Linked DNA regions of Gossypium arboreum: all the other regions are linked to region 3. Evidence: chromatin contacts called from public Hi-C data. All regions are on one chromosome and are shown on one strand. The core of a region is the stretch at or near the end of the contact, and the rest is flanking DNA. Distances in the headings are between cores, read along the strand shown.

Region 1 (2,852 bases), core at 237-2,736, 480 kb after region 3:
TATTTTAATTGGCACTGTATCATGTGGGTTTTTTACCCTAATATTATAAAAAAAAAATTTATACACCAAAATGAGTTGTCAGCCAGATTAATTACGAAAATGGTATACTTTTTGGGGTTGTGCCTACCTGACAGGCACAACCCATTATTTTATTATTAAATTTCTTTTTTGTTTTAAAAATTATTATTATATTATTTTTAATATTTATATTAATATATAGATAAAAATACGGGTTTTACGGATAAAAATACCCAAAACAGGTCAAGCTGTCGGTGAAGGCACGACTAGTCGTACTGACGTAGGCACAACACCTGCACATTTTCCTTTTCTTTCTTTACATTTTACAAAAATTGGTCTTATATCACTTTTGGTCCCTCTACTAGGCCTAAAATTAAAATTCAATCTTTATACTTGAATATCTACAATAATATTTGGTTCTATTTTTATAATTTTTTCCAAATAATTAACATTGTTAATTATTCGATAAAATTTTGATGTGTTTTTAAACAAAAATTAGTTTAACAAAATAATGATATGTTAAGTTAGAATAAGTTTTAAATAATAAAATTTCAAACAAAATTGTATTAAATTTTTGTTAATTACTCTATAAAATTTTTACTTAGTTTAACAAAACAATGATATGTTAAGTTGGAATAAGTTTTAAATAATAAAATTTCTAACAAAATTGTATTAAAATTTTTGTTAATTACTCGATAAAATTTTGGCGTGTTTTTTAAATAAAATATTAGTTTAACAAAACAATGATATGTTAAGTTGAAATACATTTTGTTAGAAATTTTATTATTTAAAACTTATTACGACTTAACATATTATTGTTTTGTTAAATTAATATTTTGTTTAAAAAACACGTTAAAAACTTTAACAGAGTAATTAACAATATTAATTATTTGGAAAAAATTATAAAAATAGGACCAAATATTATTATAGAAATTCAAGTATAAAGATTGAATTTTAATTTTAGGCCTAGTAGAGGACCAAAAGTGATATAAGACCAATTTTTGTAAAATGCAAATAAAGAAAAGGAAATGTGTAGGTGTTGTGTGCCTGTTAGGCACGACTAGTCGTGCTTACCGACAGTGCTTCAATTGCTTTTATTTTTATCCGTATAAAACCCGTATTTTATTCATATATTAATATAAATATTAAAATAATATAATAATAATTTTGTAAAACAAAAAATAATAAAATAATAGGTACTGCTGTCAGTAGGTGACGACCCAAAAAATATACCATTTTGTAATTAATCGACCGACAACCTATTTTAGTATATAATTTTTTTATAATATTGAGGTAAAAAACCGTATCATGTAATTGATAAAAACACAAAAGAAAAGCGGAGTTAAATCTAATTTATAAAAGTGGGTGAAGAGATTCGAGCCCTCTCAAAAACTTTTAACAAATTCTGTTACTTTCTCACTTAACTCTAAACTTTTAAGTAATTGAAATTCAAATGGGTAACTAAATTATTTAACTAATTAAGGCGTAACTCTCCCACTACAAATACCCTCTTTTCTTTACATCACACCATTCTCCTGCCTACTTACCTTGTTTTCTTCCATCTTTGAAATACAAGAACCCTAAATAATCTCAAGCCATGAATCCCACACTGGCCACGTTATCATCACCATCCCTCTCTTTTCTTCCCTTGAAACCACTTTCTTCCCCTTCATTCCTCACTTTTCCTTTTCCCAAACCCCTCAGGCTTAGGGCTTCTTCTGCAAATTTTGATGCCATTCCCGTTTCTAAACCTAACAACAATGGCCAATCCCTCTCCCAAAAGCTTCAATCATTTGCCAAAACCGCTGTTTTGGTCGGTGCCACAAGTTTGATGATCGGGAAATTCTCCAACTTCCCTGCCAAAGCCGATTCTCTACCGGCAACGACTGAACAAGAACCTGCAGTTCAAGAAAACGAACAACTGAAAACCCAAAGCCCAAAAGAAACTTCACCGTTTTCTGAGTTTCTGGGATCTAATGACGAAGCTATTGCGGCATTACAGTCGCTTTTGCAACAGAAGCTCGAAAACGGCGAAGACGAAGAAGCGCTGAGTATCTTGAACCGATTGGTTTCTGCACAACCAGATGTTATTGATTGGAAATTCTTGTTAGGGAGGCTGTTGGGGGAAATGGGTCAAACGGAGAATGCACGTAAAGTGTTTGAGGAAATTCTTCAGTCGAATCCGCTCTCTTTCGAAGCTTTGTTCGAGAATGCGTTATTGATGGACCGTTGTGGGGAAGGCGAAGCCGTGATCAGGAGGTTAGAAGAGGCTTTAGCCAGGGCCCAAGAAGAGAAGAAAGTCAAAGAAGCTAGGGATGTTCGATTCATAATGGCGCAGATACAGTTCTTGCAAAAGAACGTGGACGAATCTTTGATGAGTTACCAGGAATTGGCCAAAGAAGATCCAACTGATTTTAGGCCGTATTTTTGTCAAGGTATCATATATAGCTTGCTTGATAGGAATGCTGAAGCTAAAGAACAGTTCGCAAAGTATAAGGAGCTTTCACCAAAGAAGTTTGAGGTGGATGGATACTTAAGGACATCTTTATCGAGAATGAAACTGTTTGGGACCAGTGAGGAGAATTGAGTTTTGGGGGTTTCCCATATTTTCTGGCATTCAGGTGGGTATACAGTTCATGGGGGTATTACCCTTTTTTCTAAAAACTTCTCCAGTAGTGTTTCATTTAGGCCTTTAAAACCTTGTTGAAAACGGTCCAAGTGATATTGGAACTTCTATGCAAGTGTCAGAGCATACTTAACAGAAATAAAGAGATGAAACTTGAAACTTTTTTTTATTAAAGGAATTAGTTGTTTTGGCAGTTTTAGGCTCCAAT
Region 2 (2,886 bases), core at 40-2,539, 400 kb after region 3:
TTCCACAGGTGACTCGTTATCAACCACTTCAATCACATGGTCATTAATAAAGTTATCCAATATGATTTGCAAAAATCTGGCCCTTGCTGATTCAATAGGTGAAACATCTGTGATTTAAAAAAAGTCCAATTTTGGAAAAAAAAATAGTCAATCTCTATTCACAGAATTTAAAACCAATTTCAAAGTCTAAAACAGTTTGCTTTTTATTTTTAATACTGACTTTTTTCGTAAGAAAAAAAAAAGAGCAAAACTAGCATACGGATTCGAAAAGCCAAAAATACTCTTAAAGAATTACAATATGAAAACTTATTTTCAAGAGAAAAATTCAGAGAATTGTTTTTATAAAGAACAAAATAATTATGTTAAAATTAGTACTGCATTTTAGTCGATTGCATTCTATTTAAAGCAAAATTTTCAGGAAGCAGAAAAAAATAAATTAAAAGTGGAACAGTATCAAGAAATACCTAGATAAATAAAAGCAGCAACTGAAGCCTAAAGAATTAAATCAAAATTTGTCTATACCTTCAATTGTCAAAATACTGAAAGCTCCTCTGGAAGAATCAGCATTGTCTAAGCTAGACCGATCTTCTTCCTCCGCTCCAACGCCATGAATTGGCAAAGAATTTCTATAAGATTCATGCAAACACTCCTGGTACCAAATTTAAAAAAAAAAAAGATCATTAAATTTTTTTTTAATAAAAAAGGGAAAAAAAGAAGAAGAAGAAATGATAGTATACAGACAACAGTAGTGGAATCGGGATGGGCGTGATCGTGGTGATCCAAAGCATCAGTGGCATCAACGGCGTCGATTTCAGAAGGTCGAGAATCAACGGTGTTGAGGTCGTGAAGAGAGGTGGGGATGAAGGAATTACTATAGTGCTGGACTGGAAGTCTACTCCCCATCCTTTTATTTTTAATTCAACACTTTCTTCTTTCGCTTCGTTGTTTTAGGCTGCCAAAAGCAAAGACAGAGAAACACTATTAGAGAAAAAGCCATGATGGTATCAACTAGCAAGCTTTAGGGTTTTCTTCTTTTCTCTGGTTGGATTGCGGGAAAGGAGAGGAGGAAGGGCCAAAGGTTTTTTATTTTTTTAACGGCTATTTACAGAAGAAAAAGGGAAGAACAAAAAAATCCAAGCCTGAAACCACACCTGAAACCCAAGCCTCGGTCTTTTCTCTCCACACCTCTTCCCAAACCACTAGGGTTTTACTCTTTTTTTCCTTTTTTTTTTATTTATTTATCTCCTTTTCATAAGCTACTTTGTTTATTTTGCTCTCGGCGCCGCTGTTGTCCTTATTTTCTTATTTTCCATCAATTTTTAAAATTTATTTATTTTTTAAAAAAGTATGGTTTTATTGATACTCTATAACGCATATAAATAAATAATTAGATTGATATCACTAATCAATTAATTAAAAATTATTAAAAGTTTTTTATAAAAAATATATATTTTTAAAAGTATTTATATCTTTTGTAATTTGATAAACTTTAAAAATATATATACATAATAAAAATGAAAATAACAAAAACTGAATCTAAATTATCATGACTTTTACTAATTTAATCTTACTATTTCAATTCAAGTCATATTTAGCTATCAAATTGCTTATAAAATTGTTACGTTAATATTTTCATCTATATAATAGGTATGTCATAATATAGTATATATAAATGTTACTGGAGGTAATTTACATTTTAGTGCCGAGAGTCCCAAGTTGTTCAAGGTTGAGATTAGAATAGCATTCTTTTGGTGCATGAGTTGTAACAATTCAATTTTTAGTAGTGTCGAAAATGACTGTTGTAAAATTTTATTTTCGATGATTGAGTCTGTAAATATTTTTATTTAATATTTGTAATGTTAGCATAAAAGTTAATTAAAATTTAGTCCCTTGATTTTGATGAATGAATAATTAATTAAGTTATAAGGGCTAAATCGTAAAAATTGAAAAAGTTCAATTGTTAATGATTTTTAAATTGCTAAAGGACCAAATGAGCAATTGGACCTTTTATTTATATTTGATAGTGGAAAGTGGTAGAAGAATCCACTATATAATGTTAATGGCTTGATTAGTTAAGTTAATTATGTTTAATTAATTAAAATAAGGTTAATTAATCATTAATCTAACTATAAAAGACAAATTAAAAGGATAAAGTTATCATATTTATTTTCATCTTCTTTCTTGCAGAATCTTGGAGGAGAGAAAACTCAAAGACATGTTTCATATTCGGTTACAAAATTGGATAGATTGGAAATTGGATCAAATAAGAAACTAATCAGGAAAAAATAAAATTAGTCCTTAAAGTTTCAACTTAATTGCTAATTTTGTCAAGTAAGTTTATATAGTATGTTTGTATTTAAATTGTTATATATTTGAATTATAAATTTGTGTATGTTTGACGGTAATTTGAATTGTTTACAACTTGATACAAAAGATAAGATATGGACTAAATCGTAAAGAAATGATAAATTCTTGATAAATTGAATATCGTGAATTGCAATTTGAGATATCTAATGAATTTATAGTTGATTATGATTGAATGAATCATATTGATATGGATTTGACTGATTTTCGAGATAGATGATTAAATTGAATAAAATTGAAAATAGTATAACTTAGTGAAATTGTGAAATTGGCTTGGAATTGAGATGATTCATGTTATGCTATGTAGGAAATGATATATTGATTGATTAATTGATAATATTGATATCAATAGAATGGGAATCAAACTTATAATGAAATTAGATTATTGGTTACCCTATTAACTGTTCAGGCAGAGTCAGATATAGTTGGCGTGTCATAGGATAGTTTGAGTAGAAATGACTTCGGCTACGTGTCGATGAGTACTTGGTACAAATTTTACTTCGGTTATATCGATGAGCGCTG
Region 3 (2,839 bases), core at 275-2,774:
AAACAGCTCCATAACAGAACCAATTCGCAGATGCATAAGCAAATGCTGGACATCATTTTGCAAGCAGTAGAGAACTAAATTGAGAATGGGATTGAAGGAGACTGCACAGAATTACAAATGCTCGACAGGAACCTTGTTAGGGAGTTAATGAATTACTATAAAGTATGGAAAATACTGCATTCATAATCCACTCGATGAGATTTGATCACAACGGACGCTAAAATTGAGGCATACTGTTTAATTAAAGTCACCAAAACAGATGATTTTGTAGATCTATCCTGGATAGACTCTTGTGTTGCAACATAGTCCACATATTCATTTTTAAGGATGTTATAATTGCTGTGCAAACAGCTGCTCAAGAACATTTCTAAAAACAAAAACTTGAAACAAATACACAACCCACCTTCCTTACCCAGGCATAAAATCTCTCAAATTCTTATATATGTCAAGTTCTCCGCCAAATTCAAAGTACGCCCCCCTCAACTCCTTCCCCTTCAAATTTGTCAATCTTTTAGAATTAAAATCTCTGTTTTATATTATTTCATGCATAACTTTGCCACTCCTCCGCAAAAACAAAATTAATCTTGGCTCCAGAAAGCTTAGTAAAACAATCGCTACAAACCATCTACACTTAACTGGAAGTCCAATTAACTCACAAAATTGTATAGCTTGACGCCAAAAATTAATGAGCACGGCAATTTTCGAAAATTTAAGCCGAATACAACGAAACGAAATTAGAATTCAGTATTTTTATAATTGTCTTACAGATTTAGAAGGTTGAATTTGAGCATTCTGAACCAACTGAGGATTTGGAGTAAAAGAAAAACTTGCGGAACTCGACAAGGCTCCTTGCGGGACTGGCAAAGGAGGCTGCATTATTGGTGAAAACGCTCTAGGAAGAATTTGAACGATGGTCCTAGCAAAGATACCTGAAGGATGAACAAGAGGAACAGGATCGAACAGCGTAAAAATGCATTAAAAAATAAAATCGAACTCTATAAACAGCCAATCAAGAAATCGGAAACATCAAACTACGTGATTCTTCACCATATCGTTTTCCTTGGGAACAAAAAGTTTGAACATTAATCAAAATAAAATAAAATAAAATAGGGAAAATATGTTTCAGGGAAAGGACTTACTTGACAGGATTCTGAGACTACCGAGAAAGCTTCATTCGATAGGGTATTGGTAGCGAAAACAAAGAGGAAGGGGGACAATGGTGCCTGTCAAGGTCGAAGGAGATTATTAGGCAGAGATTAGGGTTAGGGTTTGGGGCTTTGGGGCTTTGGGCTTCTGGGACCGAACAAAGGGAAAACGAAATAAGAGTTAAAAAATAATATAACAAAATACTAGTCACCGAGTCACCGTTGTATTTTTATGGTTCAAGACTTCACCCTTCCCATTTCTACTGGAGAAATTTTACGTTATTACCAATAGAAAGGTAGACTTCTTCCCCGTCCACTTGGGAACATTCAATCCGGAGAGAACAAGTTTTATACAGTAAAATAAAGGACGATACTCAATCGATTTGATTTTTATTAAATTGGTTCAACGAGTTGAATTAACTACGAAAAAATAAAAATTTTAAATGATTCATAAAAATATTAATAATCACAAATAAATAATAATAATTAGAAACTCTATGAGACACCCTATACTCGATTCGGTTGTTAAATTCGAGTGTGACACGTCACATCAGGTTATTGAAGTAACTTTGATTAACTCCATGTAATTTCATAAAGTTTAGCATCTAGTTATCATATAATCCAAATCAATCATCATTCACAATAATTTATATACATTATAGATGTCTATCAACTTCATTTAATATGTCTCAAAATTGCTTGGGGTAAAAAACGGAGTCAAGACTCGAATCTAAACTCAAAGATCAAAATTCAGCTAAGTATTTCGATACATGGCCTTCATGTCTTGAGACATGATGATTTTCATTTTTGTCTCAATGTTGGAATGTCTCGAGAATTGGTCTCTTATCTCTCGAGAATAACTTCCCTGTCTTAGATCCATAGCTTTGATGTTTCGATGTCTTGAGACAAAGAGATTCTTATGTAACAATCTGATTTTTAGTGGTACCGAAAAATACGATTTTAAAATCTCATTTCCGTAAATCGAGTTTGTAAATATAAAATAGAAATATTTACAGAGTAAATACGAGAATATAATAAAGAATGGTTAAGTAATTAACTGATAGAATAATTAATTAAAGCTCAAGGACTAAATTATAAAAGTCCAATCACTATTGAATTTTAATTGAGAAAAGGCTAGAGGACCTAGATAGCAATTAATCAAATAGCTAAAATGGTTATTAAACCATTTCCTATTATGAGATAGTGGACATTGATGATGTTGGCCACTTATATTAGTTAAGAGTAAGATCAACATGATTAAGCTTAGTTAATTTAAAAAAATTGGATTAATTAGGTCTTAATTAATGTATATATATGTTGGTGAGTGGGAAAAGAGATGAAAACATCTTCATGTCTCCTCCATTTGCCACTATCCTTTATTGGAACAAAAGGGAGAAAAACCATTTTTGGGTTTTTCAACATCAGCTACTAGGTTAGTATGAAAATCAAACATTTTTATTGTAATTTTTATAGATTTATGATCATGAGCTTGATTTAGCTAGCCTATGTATCAATTTGATTAATTATTAAAGTTTTATCAAGTTGCCAGTGTTGATAAATTGACGAATTAGGCTTGAAATTGATAGATATTGAGCTTAGATTATGAAAAGGACTAAATTGCAAAGTGAATTAAGCTTATTTGTTAGCTGTGTAACATTAAGGACCAAATTGAATAAATATAATTTTTTTTATGA

Evidence for each region. A called contact is a pair of places that touch in the nucleus more often than the background predicts.
Region 1: a contact with region 3 is called in a Hi-C map of leaf, with 1.8 times the contacts expected there. The contact joins the promoter of LOC108476604 here to the promoter of LOC108479385 in region 3. A contact is called at or near these places in 2 of 5 Hi-C or Micro-C datasets (both in leaf).
Region 2: a contact with region 3 is called in a Hi-C map of leaf, with 4 times the contacts expected there. The contact joins the promoter of LOC108477233 here to the promoter of LOC108479385 in region 3. A contact is called at or near these places in 2 of 5 Hi-C or Micro-C datasets (both in leaf).

What each region holds. Positions count from the first base shown.
Region 1 is chr1:41,907,252-41,910,103 of ASM2569848v2, forward strand. It overlaps LOC108476604 (protein SLOW GREEN 1, chloroplastic), which reads left to right and starts at 1,487. Exons shown (of 1, transcript XM_017778864.2): 1 at 1,487-2,818. The coding sequence starts at 1,616. The coding sequence ends at 2,605.
Region 2 is chr1:41,822,362-41,825,247 of ASM2569848v2, forward strand. LOC108477233 reads right to left here and starts at 1,290. Exons shown (of 9, transcript XM_017779724.2): 1 at 1,152-1,290; 2 at 742-952; 3 at 523-649; 4 at 1-107. The coding sequence starts at 903.
Region 3 is chr1:41,423,023-41,425,861 of ASM2569848v2, forward strand. It overlaps LOC108479385 (pre-mRNA-processing protein 40C), which reads right to left and starts at 1,525. Exons shown (of 15, transcript XM_053028546.1): 1 at 1,140-1,525; 2 at 766-929. The coding sequence starts at 876.